Regions from separate parts of the Zea mays genome. Here region 2 is linked to region 1. A link is a contact called in public Hi-C data. All regions are on one chromosome and are shown on one strand. Each heading gives the region's core, a stretch centred on a gene start, on an enhancer-like site or on the middle of the called end of the contact. The rest is flanking DNA. Distances are from core to core; before and after follow the strand shown.

Region 1 (6,802 bases), core at 3,170-5,669:
AATCACATCTATATATATTCAATCCATGAGACATCAATACATGATGTGTGGTCCATGCATAAAATGATAAGTACATGCAACCAACGCACAAATACCCTCATTCTCCTTCTCATGAAAAAATGTGACCGTGTCTACTTTGATTACATTAATATAAACATGTCTACTTTGATTACATTAATATAAACATGTGTTTGCTCAAATGAAAGCATGATAAATAATATTGTTTATTAATTAATACCAGTTAATTCTCAACAAATGACAAAAACAGATGACTAAAAATTTATACCTTGTAGCGGAGAAAGACGGGGCGACGAGTTTGGTGGCCGGGCGGAGATCGGGATGGCCCAACAGCGGTTGCCGAGGCGACGTGGTTGGCGGGCTGGTGCTGGGGGAGATGGCCGAGTAGGCGGGCGCGGCGGCGGCGTGCAAGGGCGCGCGAGGGAGACGGCGGCGCGCGGGGGAGACGATGACGCGGGGAGGCGGCGACGCGCGAGGGAGACGGCGGCGCGGGGAGGAGACGGCGGCGCAGGGAGGCGGCGGCGCGCGGGGAGGCGGTGGCGCGCGAGGGAGACGGCGGGGCGCGCGGGGAGACGGCGATGGCGGCAAGAGTGAGATAGAGTGAGAGTGAGAGAAGAGAGGAAGAACAGGCCACTCGGCCTGTTAACTTTACCCTCTTTGCCGAGTGCCCGTGATCTGGCACTTGGCAAAGATTTTTTTAAAATTTTAAAATATTATTTGCCGAGTGCCATCTGACAGGCACTCGGCAAAGGTATGATTTAGGGTTTTTGAAAATACTTTACTGAGTGCCTCCCATATGACACTCGGTAAAACGTACTTTGCCGAGTGTCAACCGGATGACACTCGGCAAAGCCTTCTTTACCGAGTGCCTTTTTTGGGCACTCGGCAAAGTACATTTTTATTTTTTTTTTATTTTCCCAACCAAACTTTTTTTGGTATGTTCCTACACTATGTAGACCTATATGTACCATTTTTGGACAATTGTAACAGTGTTTTCTATAACTATTAGATTTAGTTCGTTTATTTGAATTTCTTCGAAAAATTCACATTTGAACTGCAATTCACTCAAAACTTGGAAAATTGTGCATGTAAAAATGATATTCATGCTATTTAGCACACGTTACGATCGATTTTAGGAGGGGACCGGAAACTTCGAGCAACAAGCTCACTAAACATGGCCGTGAACTTGCCATCCACATATTTAAAAATTGTATAAAACACAAACAAAGTCAGAAAACCATGAAACTTGTCTACATGTCATGATATCATATATAGAGGCTGCGATAAAAATTTGAGAAAGTTTCGATAAATGTGTGACGCACTATGTGTAGAAACCTAAGAGATCCACACATGAAATCATAGAGTTTCAATGTCGTTCTCTTAGGTTTCTACACATAGTGCATCACAACTTTCTCGAAACTTTCTCAAAATTTTATCACAGCCTCTATATATGATATCATGACATGTGGACAAGTTTCATGATTTTCTGACTTTGTTTGTGTTTTATACAAATTTTAAACAACTGGTTGGCAAGTTCACGGCCATGTTTAGTGATCATTTTGTTCGAAGTTTCTGGTCCGCTCCTGAAATCGGTCGTAACTTGTGCTAAATAGCATGGGTATCATTTTTGCATGCATGGTTCAAATCTGAATTTTCCAAAGAAATTCAAATAAACGAACTAAATCTACTAGCTATAGAAAACACTATTATAATTATCCCAAAATGATACATGTAGGTCTACATAGTGTAGGAACATATCACAAAAAGTTTGGGTGGTAAAATAAAAAATAAAAATATGCTTTACCGAGTGCCCAAAAAAGGCACTCGGTAAAGAAGGCTTTGTCGAGTATCAGCTGGTTGACACTCGACAAAGAATCTTCTTTGTCGAGTGCCAACGCTCGGCCCTCGGCAAAGGTTAATGGCCGTCAGCTCTAGACGGCCGTTGACGGCCCTTTGCCGAGCGCCGCCTTCGCCGAGTGTTCGACACTCAGCAAAGACTTCTTTGCCGAGTGTATTTCTGTGCCGAGAGTCCTACACTCGGTAAACGAGCTCGTTACCAAGGGCAGGACTTTGCCGAGTGCGACACTCGGCAAAGGCTTTTTTGCCGAGTGCCTGATAAAAAGCACTCAGTAAGGCCCGGATTCAGGTAGTGCATATTAAAGTGCCAATTTCATGTGTCGTGTGTCAAGTGCCAAGCGCGTAGATGTGCTCCCCGGCTTCTCGCTTAACAATAAACTGTTATACCACAAATAGGCCTTGAAATACACGTAAGCTCAACATGGCACGAAGCCACACGCAACGTAGCCTCGCTAGATAAAGAAGAACGAGCGACCGAGTGGCCTATAAAAAAAAGTTCGAGCTACTTTTCAACACATATCTTTCTCAGACTTTTGGATAAAATAAGATGTAATATTTGTTCTTATCAGTTTATCTGATATGCGGACTATATGTTCACTCTGATATTAAATTTATTTTATATTTTATGCTTATTAAATATAATTGTGTGTGGTCGCAATGAACATGCATTATACTATTTATGTATAATTTAGTGGTTAGTTGTCGACTATTTAGGGTATGTACAAACCTAACTAATATTTTAGGTAGTTAACTGAAAAATTATAAGGGTTCTTGACAAAGCGTCCACCTTTACACGACTTTCTCTATATATTATATCTTAACTATGTTTATGATCTAGAGGGTTAAAAACTTGTATCATGTAGTATCTTAGTTGTCTCTTGTATTAAAAACTGATTTAAGGGTTTAGGGTTGTACATGTTCTTGCACTACAAACTTGAAGCTAAAACACCACCGTTCTCCATCTCTTTTTATTTAATCATCACAAGAATCACTTTTACTCCCCACTAGAACGACTGATGGAGAATTAAAGGAAAGGGTGAAACTCAAGAATCTCTACTGGTGGCTTTATTTGTTAGAAGCCCTTGCTTTCCTTTTCCTTTATTGCTCGACGCAATTTTTTATTGGATCGTTCCGTATGCAAATCGTGTTACTGCATTTCTTTTTTTTAAAGTATAATATAATACTCCTCTCTCCCACCGTCTCTGAAAAATAGATTTTTAGTATAAATATTATTTCCAAATAAATCAGCTTCTAGGTTCTCATCGTCCATCGAATCAGAGATGGAGGCAGAATTTTTTTTAGAAGAGATTAAATTATACAGTGACATAATGTTATTGAACCATTTACAATAGACAAATATAATAGTTTAAAGTGATCTTATATAAGAATATCGATAAACAATAAAAATTATAAAATACATAATGAGAAATATATGACGTGATTTTATAGAAGATTTTAGGTGGCTCTATGGACCTAGAGCAGTAGCTAGAGCAGTAGGAAGGCTCAAGAGACCCACCTAGCCCATTGCTGCCATTGTACCTACATCGAACACATTTATTTTCTTGATGTTTCTAACTGTCCACGTACACCCATTTATTTCTATTAGACATAATGCTCCAATTATTGATGCAGTGAATACAATAATAGTTAGTATATTTATATTATTGAAAATACTAAAAACTTATTGCAGTTAAAAGTCAAAGAGCGTATAAAGGGTAGTAATATCTTTTCTATTGATTGCTAAGAGCAAGTATAATAAATAAGATATTATAAGTTAACTAAATGTTGAGATAGAGAGGAGAGAAAAAGAGTGAGGAGAAGCGAGCTGTAAACTTACACTCGGCTTGGACAAAAAAATCAAGAAGCTTTGTGAGAGAGACACATGGATCCTGCATTAATAGTGAAAAGCTAACTAATATTCAGGTGAGCTAAATAGCATGCTGTAAGGATCCTTACAGCCAACGGTCGGCTGCATTATTAAACTTGCTCTAATATGTACTTCCTTTGTCCTAAATTAAAATCCGTTTTATGGTGTTAATAGATTCATAAATTTTTGATGTATGTGTTTTATATGTATTTAGACTCATTATCATTTATTTGAATATAAACATAAAATTAAGAGACGAAAGAGCTAAAACGAATATTAATTTGAAACAAAGGAAGTTCTAATTTTTTTGTGTGTGAGTTAGGTGGGATTGCTGAAGGTGTTGTGGCCCGTGCGGAGCATAAGAGCCTGTTCGGTTGTTCCGTAATTCAACAGGATTCATTTCAATTCATCAATGCTTATATTAATTAGGCAAACAATTCGGACTAGAATCGTTCAGGGCCACCGTTCCACCGTTTCCGTAGCAACCGCACATGCTAAGCAAGTGTTCACAAATACCACCGCGCATGCAAAAGCCGTGCTGTCCTGGATCCGGATGCCAAGGAGGGATCGGATTTAAAATAATCTGGTGGACTTGTGGTTGGCCAGCGAGCTGCCTACGATAGACCATTAGACCCAGAGCCAACAAAAGGATCCAGATGTGGCAAGTCTGGTCGTCTGGATGATTGATGGCATCCAAAGAGAAAAGAGAAAGAGGTGGATGCCCTGGGGATCATCTGTGGGTGAGCTAGGACCACAAACGGTTTCTCACCAGGACCACAAACTGCCTCCTTGGAACCTAACTGCCCTCCTACTTTAGCATCAAAAAAATTTATCACTGGAGTTGTTCACTTCAGCAGTTCAGTTTTCTCCTCCCTGTGATCAGGGAAATAAAGGGATTCATGGGGAAGTAAACCTGTCGCTATTCAGGGGATTCCTCCCATGGACCTCCTCTAATTCCGTGGTCACCAAATCAGTACTCAAGATTACTCCATTCCTCCGCTTCCACAATCACCACCAACCGAGTGCAATGAAGGTCTCGTGGCAGATGATTCCTTATGGTCTACTATGGCAGCCTTGTTTCTCTAGACAGATAATGCCATTATTTCATCTTATTCTGGACTGTTCTTTTGAGTAGCCTTGTTTCTCTAGATAGATAATAATGTCTTATTTCTTCTGAAATAATATATAATATGTAGTAGAGGACTAGCTGTCTACTCCATAGGTCTACTAGTTGTTTTATAAAATATATAAACATAGTTTTTTTAAAAAAAAAGATGAACAAAAAAACTTATCTCGAGAGGGTAAGGAAAGACATAAGTCAATAATGCATTATTGGCCATAGTCGTCCCCACTTTTTTTATGAGACATATCTTCAAGACAATGACATCCACTGTCAAGTCTACAAGATGAGGGCCTAAGAACCCCGACGTCACACCTGTGTTCTGCTCATCTCGATAGCGGATTCACAGCTGTAGCTTTTAACAATGGGTGTGGCCATATGCGCACGTAACATTGTGGGCAGAGCCATGCTGTTTGGTACGTTTATTACGAAAGTATATTCTATATCCATCTAATGGTACTTATTACGAATTGTAAAGTTCAATACTTTTCTATATATATTTGGTCAAAATTAGAAAAAGATTGGGTCCTTGATAAATGAAACGGTGCACTTGATAAATGAAAGTTTGGTCAAATCACAATGAGCCTTCGCAAACTCCCTCTCCATGAGACTGTTGAGCAAATAGACAGCATCAAAGACATCAGGATCGAATAGAAGCCCTGCAGCAGATGAACATAGGTATTTACTATGAGGGCGGTGAACAGGGGAGCTTATCAATCCGTTCCCCAATGCAAAGACCTGATTGGTGCCCAATCCCCGTCACCTGCTCTGCTCCAGTGATCTAATCCTTTGCTTCAGTGGAACTGGCAATTCTTGGCTGGATCAAGATCTCCTACGAATGCAGACCTCTCTTGGCAACCAATCGGCCATGTCACTCAACAATATCACCTCAAATCAACCTCACCTTTCTGGCCTTGGATTGATGCAGATGAAAACTCCATCTCTTTCTCAGGTTTATTCAAGTCATGTCTCATGATCATCTGATCGTTGCAACCGGCGACTGGCACGAAACAAGGTTTCTCCTAGGATAAAGGGGAAAAAAAAAAAGAGGATAAGGCTTCTGAACTCTCGGAGAAAGCAGCGAGTTTCTCGCCAGATTGCTGTGGATGAGTCTTGTCATCCTGTATAGTATTAGCGAAGCCTGATGATTTTTCGGAACTTGGAAGATTCCCTCTTCCTTTCAGAGGATGGAGCTTGAACTATGACCACCTTTTTAAAGTTCCCGCCAATGTTGGGAAAGGCAGGGGTCAGGAGCTTAAGACAAACAAAAGCTCTCACTTTGAAATCTCCACCATGATGCTCATCATCCAGCCATTGACAAGAGCAGTTTTGTAATGCTCATCTTAAAGTTCCAAGAAAGCCTAGGGACGTGTACACGCCGTAAACTACTGACAGAGATGAATAGAGCTACTGCTATTAATAAACCATTAACTATGATGTCAGAATGGCAATGAGATCAGCACACTTGTTTACAGTAAGCAAAGCATAGCTATAGTGTTAGGTTATGTTAAGCGTCGCCTATAACGTTACCTTGAAAGAGGCTAATGACTGCATCTGGAATAGGCATGATGGCCTGTCTGATGGTGGTGACAGCCTTCGCTTTTGGTCTAAAAAACCATGCTTTACAACTGCCATGGTACTGCGGTTTGATCTGGCCAACAATTTTTACAACTGCCATGGTTGCCGTATGTCAATCCTTAGAGGTGGTGGCCATGGAGATTTTTGCAAGAAATGGATGGAGATCAGGGCACTTGATTCGTTGATGAGTTCCTTTTTTAGGATGTTTTCTTTTGCTTCTTAATGGTGTTCTGTTATTTTTAGATCTGTAAGGCCGTATGCAGAACACTACAGAAGGTTGGAACATTTTGTTTCCATTATCTAAAAAAATGGTGAAATGCTTTACAATTTTTTTTCAGGACTATTTTGCACACAGGCTAAAA
Region 2 (6,802 bases), core at 1,157-3,656, 280 kb before region 1:
CGCCTGGCACGCTGTTCTGGTAGAGGCCGCGGTGGTTCTTGGCGAAACTGAACAGCTGCAGCCACAAATCATCAGATCCAGATATAATAATAACTAATGATGGTAAATGCACACACTGTCATGGTAAACTAAACGCGTGCCGTAGGTTTTTTTACCTGCTCGGCGTGGCCGAGGAGCATGGCGCTGTAGGCAGCGTCGAGCTGGCGGAACGCGACGGAGGCGGCGGCCAGCGCGGCAGCCGTCTCGGCGGCGACGTCGGACCCGGGGCGGGAGGCGTCGACGCTGTAGGCGGTGCGGGGAGTGTCCATGTCCTCAGGCCGCTGCCAGCACGAGTGGTCGGAGTCGCCGTCGCCGACCTGCACGTACAGCGTCTCGGCGGCCGCGTGCGCCCGGGCCAGGTAGTCGGCGCCCCAGCGCACGGCGGCCAGCGCGTTCCGGAGCTCCCCGGCCGCCGCGAGCGGGGCCTCGTGCTCCACCACGCTCCACGCCAGCATCGTCACGGTGAACGCCATGGGCAGGCCGAACTTGACGTTGTCGCCGGAGTCGTAGTACCCGCCGGTCAGGTCCACCTGCGTCGCGTCGTCAGGCACGCGTGTGAGGCGCGCGTCAGCTGCTGGAAGGAAATGCGTGCTTGCAACCGCTTACGCCGTGGTCGCGGCCGTCGGCGAGCGCGGAGTCGCCGCGCCACTGGACGCGCTGGTCCGGCGGCCGAATTTTTTATATTTTAGTCCTTTCTCGAAAAAAAATTCACGTTTGGACCTTAAAAAATTTTAATGTCATTTTTGGACCCTTTGCTCGGCGCCATAGTCAATGGCGCTGAGGTAACACAGCTCGGCGCCATAGGCTATGGCGCCGAGGTGCGTGCTACGCTGGCCCAACCTGAACGACGTGGCGCCAACGTGGTACCGAGCTCGGCGCCAAGATCTATGGCGCCGAGCTCGAATATGTAACAGCAAAGTATGTCTAGCTCAGTCGGTAGAGTGCAAGACTTTTTACTTTTAGGTTGTGGGTTCAAAGCTCCATCGTCAACGTATTTTTTTATCACTAATTTGTTTTTTTGTTGTCTATATTTTTCGTTTATGTCGCTGATTTGTCCGTCCAGATTTATTTTTCATCTAGTTTTTTTTTGTTTTTGTGACCGATTTATTTATTCATCTAGATATTTTTTGTTTTTGTTTATTCAAACTGTGTGACGCAAGTACCATGCACATAACACATAAGTAACCCACCCTATGGAAGTACAAAGTACTTTATAAAATCATCAAGTCACTGTTTATTTATACCTTGTATATTTATATTTTGGACTCTAATTATAATCTTTTTGTTTATTAAGTATATTTATATTTTGGACTCTAAAACTTCAATAATCTAATGTATTCGAAATTATACTTTTTAATATTAATTAAAATTTATCATTGTACATCACTACTAATGTAAGATTAACACAATTATTTGTTTATGATATAAATATTTTTAACATTTTAAATGGTGTACTTCAGTTTTTAGTATATTATTTAATGTTTAAAATCACTTGTAATTAGCGAGAGGACAGAATCAAGCTTAAGCATGTGGGGTTTACAATGCACCAAGGGCCAGACAGATTATTCAGTACTATTAAACAAAATGTAATAAACAAATCAGTCGCAAAAGCAAAAACAAATCAAGATGAGAAATAAATTTGGACGGACAAATCAGCGGCATAAACGAAAAAAACCACGACGCACCATAGCTAAACCGGTGGCCGCTAACCAATTTAAGTACGTTTCCTTAATAAACGAAAAAAATATGGATGGATAAATAAATCAGTCACAAAAACAAAAAATCTGGATAAGAAATAAATCTAGACGGACAAATCAGCGACATAAACGAAAAATCTAGACAACAAAAAAATCAGTGTCAAAGACAAAAAAAAGTAAGAAAACATGCCTATCATGGGGCTTGAACCCACAACCACAAGGTTAAAAGCCTTGAGCTCTACCAACTGAGCTAGACAAGTTTTGTGTACATAACAGAGCTCGGCGCCAAGATCTATGGCGCCGAGCTCGGTTCCGTGTCGGTGCCACGTCGGTGCCACGACGTCCGTTTGTGCCAGCGTAACACGCACCTCGGCGCCATAGCCTATGGCGCCGAGCTGTGTTACCTCGGCGCCATTGGCTATGACGCCGAGCAAAGGGTCCAAAAACGATATTAAAATTTTTTAAGGTACAAACGTGAATTTTTTTCCAAAAAAGGGCTAAAATATAAAAAATTCGGGTCCGGCGGCAACCTGCCGGAGCGCTGTCCCTCGAAGTAGAGCAGCGAGTTGGTGAGCGCGGCTCGGTAGTTGGGCTGCTGCTGGGCCTGGCAGTGGCCCAGTACGCAGAAGAGCGCCACCAGCCCACTGACTGCAACAACAAGCCGCGTCATCTCTCTCGCGAGTCGCGATCGCTCTGTCTCGCTCTCTGAGTGTTCTGCACGAGCTCTCTCCCTTCCAAACAAAAAAAAAATCTCCTACTAACAGTAGCAATGCGTAGTGGGGGAGTGAATTGGAATTTGGATCGATTTCTTCGTTCTTTGCTATTTGCTGTGGTGGGTAAGTATTTATAGGCAGAGTGAGTAGAAATGGCCTCATCAGAAGAATAGAAAGAATTAACACACGGATTGGATCTTTGAATTAAATCCAGCATGAAATATACTGTGTTTAGAATCGGAGGATTTCGTGGCGTCCATATCGGGTGCAGTTACTTTGAGCAGCTGCATGGTGAATCTGTTTGGAGGCAGGGTGACTTTACATTGATAGAGTAAAGGATATCCTTTTAAACTCTGCGATAGACAAATCGGAGATTTCAAGTAAGTAGCAATTTAAGGATGCGATTGCTTTTTTTTCCTTATTCGTTTTTTGTATTTTAATTTAAATTTGATGGACACGAGAGAATGTATATATATGTAATATAATCGACTACTGACGCAGTGGTTAATCACTGCGGCATTACATTACACCCATCCAAACTTGGCAGTGTGTTTTAGTAGGCTGGAGTTTGGGCCCTGATGGGCCACCAGTGAGTTGATTACTTGTGGCTTAGCCCATTCTCTCGCTATTTCCCCCCTCCTTTCGTGTCCCTTGAATAGCTCCTACTATACAGTAATTAATGTAGCCATCTCCCCACGGAACGGTCGATGCATCTATCTATATAGTATTCTTTGGGTATCAAGACCCTGTTTAGGAGGGCTTCGCTTCAAGAATTCAAAAATTGCAGCTTTAGTTTTCCATCTTCACTACGAAACAACTTCAACATATTAATTAAGCGGAGTTCAAAAGTGTTTGGCTTCACACATATACTCCAGCTTCTATAATACAATTAATTTGTGTGAGTTTTCTTAATTACCCTTGATGATTTACGGGTGAAGAAAGAGATTTGAATCAATATGTCATGCAACCAATGGCATAGTGGGTAATTTTTGTGTAACTTCAAGAGAATGCATGAAAACAATGTTTTTGAAGCACCCTTTGAGGAGCTTCAAAAATTTCATGAAATTGGCCTATAGTTTCAATTTTTTTGAAGCTAGAGCTCGTGCAGCTAGACCTGTTTGGATAGAAGAAGCTGAAATAGGCTTGAAATTCTTGAAGTGGAGCTCTCTCAAACAGGACCTAAATTATAGTTGACCTCAGTTTTATCTGAATCAAGCTTCATTCATTTTTTACTAAATATGCCTTAATAGAAAAAAAATACATCAACATCTACATCATTAAATTAGTTCTATTAAAACCATCGCATTACTAAATATGCCTTAATAAGTATTTGTTAGAACTTGTACAACTTAATATATATTTGTATGAATGCAAATTTGTCCAAGATCAAAGCAATTTAAATTAGGCAAAAAAAAACTGGACAACGCTAAAGTAAAGAGCATGTGAAATATAAGTGGATATTGCACGTAATAAAGTCCATCGGATTGGTCCAAAGCAACGTGGAAATATTTGGTAATGTAGTAGGCATTAGTATTACAAGTTTATTTTAAATTGTATATGGTGTTGCAAATGTGGAATATGCGAGTTTAAGAAAAAAAAAGAGACTGTAGGTATACCAACAAATATATCTTCGTAGTGCATTTATTCTAGAACTGTGATCAAAATTAGAGGTGAACATTTTAAAACTGAAACTCGAACCCGAATAGTCTGAATTGTCGTTTTATTCGAGTTTTATTCCTATATATGTTGTATTTCGGAGTATATGTTCGGATTCGGTTCCTAACCTTTAAAACCTGAATAGACCAGGTAACCCGAAATATAAAAAAAACTCTTAATATGTGATGATATTATTATGTGATTTAAGAACTTATTAGCTAAACATTATGATGACAATATCTCTTTACGTTATTTTTTATAGTCACTTATTCTCATAATAGTACTTCTAATTAATTGTTCATTGTATATATTTTAATAAAAGATACTACTCTCTCGACTATTTGGGTCTATTCGATATACAAAATAGATCGAACCGAAACTGTAGGTCTATTCGGGTTCGGTTCCTAAAAATATTTTAAAAATTTTCAGTTCTCATTTTACAGAACCCAAAATTTCACAAAACCCGAACAGACGAATTACCCTAATAAACTGAATACCCAGTCTAGCCAAAATTAGGAATGCTTTGGAAAAAATTTAGGAATAGTAAAAAAATCAAAATTAGGAATGTTTTATGAACATAATCATGTGTATAATCTCAAATAAGCTATTCTTGAGGAGATGATGAGATTATCATAATTTTAGTTCTAGATTATATAATCTGAACTTATAACCTAGGTGTTTGTTTACCCACCGGATTAATATGGATATGTTATAGTAAAAAAAGAAATAGGGTCTAAAAAAGGGAGAATAAAACCCTAGTGATGATGGTATGTATATGCCCTCGCTTGCTCGGTAGGTCCGTCCGTCCAACGATAGATCCAAAACGAAAACTTTAAAATTCCGTAACAACTCTCATTGTACAAAAACATTTACCCCACTAGAACAAGTTGCACACGCGCGCAGACGACGATAAGCTCCTGGACCAAGAAAATGACCATTCCAATGATCTCCCGCTAACTACTGCCTGCCCATGGCTTTCGTCAGCGATGATGTAACGCTACCTGCTTGGGTACTGTTTGGACATGTTTTAGGTAATGTTCAGGTGCGTTTCCAAAAATAAAAATAAAAATAAAAAAAAAACACGGGCTAGAGAGAGCGCACGATGGCGGCCGGCCGGAAAGTTGGTCAAACAGGTCATAAAATATGCAAGTGGGATAAATGAATTTACCAACTTAATAAAACGGAGCAACTTTAAGGGCCATGGATGACGGTGCCCTAAGGCCGAAGCTTCTTGTCACACACTTGTATTGCTTTAAAAAAACTATCTTCAACAACAGCTTACTCATTCTATCTCCTATATTTATCTTTTATTTTAAATTTCACTCTACGAATAATGCAATCTACAATGTAAAACTGTGTTTTAGGTGATCATATAGATAACCCGTTAGACACAATATAAGGCTTATTAACACCAACAACCACCCCTTCTAAATCCCCATATTTGTACTTTATATTCATATTTAAATACCTCTCCCTTCTCCCTATTTCATTCCCTCTTCAATCATTCTCTCTATTGAGCTCCTTCTATACATTTCACTTGAGATATTTGACTTTTATACATTTTTTATTTTTTTAAAAAAATTATACAATATTTGTACCGTGGACACGCTAGCAAAATGTGGTTGTTGCTATTCATGTCAATCTGACATAGTCTGTGGCGCTGAGCAGTGTAACCTCGGCACCATGTGCTATGGCGCCGAGCAAAAGGGTCTAAAAACACTGTTAAGTCGTTCATGGGTTAACTGTGTTTTTTTAAAGAAAGGCTAAAATACAAAGAAAAAATAGGCATAATTGAGAGTTGAGACAGGAATTAAAAAGTTGCAGCCTAAAAATCACACACAAAAAAGTAAATGGTGGTGGGAGAAGTGGTAGATGCTAAAACTTGTCTAGGATCTCCACGGTGCAAGAGAGGATACATGTTGCATTTTCGTGGGAAGTGTATCTTCTGGTCATCTTAATCGTAACAAATCAACATGTTGCTTGTTTAGATCAATGATGCTAAAGTTTTGAAAGTGCATTCATTCCTTTTGTGAGTTTTGGTGATTTGGATAACAACACATTTAAAGGTCTAACAAGTTTGCTAAGTGTTGAACAGGAAATTTAGTATGATGAACATACTTGAATTGTGTATAATGATCAGTGAACAAAGTTTCAACAAAAGGTTAAATAACTAGTGAGACAATGCAAATGGATATAATATGATCTCTATATTGGTTTGAATATATGGACAATACCTGAGAAATCACTACAAGCATATGATCATAATAGAGGATGAAGTGATTAAGAGAATTGGTCAAGCCAAAGTGAATAAGATACGAGGAATCGTGAATTGGCTTGACCATGTTATTATCAATCCATATATGCTTCTATGAGAATCAAACTAAAGCTTGATTGGTCTTAACAGTTATATCTAGAAGGCATTCAAGCAAGGTTCACAATATTGAAAAAATGATTCTCTCAATGGATGCTCAATATGATGTGACTCAAGAATGGCTTGATAGGGTGAAGATAGCAAGGAAAGGGCTTCAAGGAACTAAGCGAAGGTGAAGGCCAAGCGACGGCTTGTGGACCGAGGTACCATGGCTAAGGTGAAGAAGAGAGTACTTGCACTAAGTCGATGAACTAATCAGCTATGAAGAGTTATAACATGTTGATGCATCAGTAAGGTGACTTGAAGCCATGATTTGAACTCATATA

Evidence for each region. A called contact is a pair of places that touch in the nucleus more often than the background predicts.
Region 2: a Hi-C map of tassel shows a contact between it and region 1, with 3 times the contacts expected there. The contact joins the promoter of LOC103630931 here to the enhancer-like site in region 1. A contact is called at or near these places in 2 of 25 Hi-C or Micro-C datasets (bundle sheath and tassel) and 1 of 3 datasets of contacts at active chromatin or transcription factors (leaf).

Annotation. Positions count from the first base shown.
Region 1 is chr6:31,772,813-31,779,614 of Zm-B73-REFERENCE-NAM-5.0, reverse strand. No RefSeq gene overlaps it. Among protein-coding and RNA genes, the nearest start is that of LOC541961, 150 kb to the left of the region's middle. Within about 2 kb of position 4,419, at least 14 of the 20 cell types and tissues checked have an H3K27ac peak or open chromatin away from gene starts, as enhancers often do. A contact at or near this core is called in bundle sheath, leaf and tassel, where this site is marked.
Region 2 is chr6:32,054,044-32,060,845 of Zm-B73-REFERENCE-NAM-5.0, reverse strand. LOC103630931 (endoglucanase 14) reads right to left here and starts at 2,406. Exons shown (of 6, transcript XM_020539884.1): 1 at 2,264-2,406; 2 at 646-709; 3 at 156-569; 4 at 1-55. The coding sequence starts at 2,406. TRNAK-UUU (transfer RNA lysine (anticodon UUU)) reads right to left here and starts at 1,996; the gene lies at 1,924-1,996.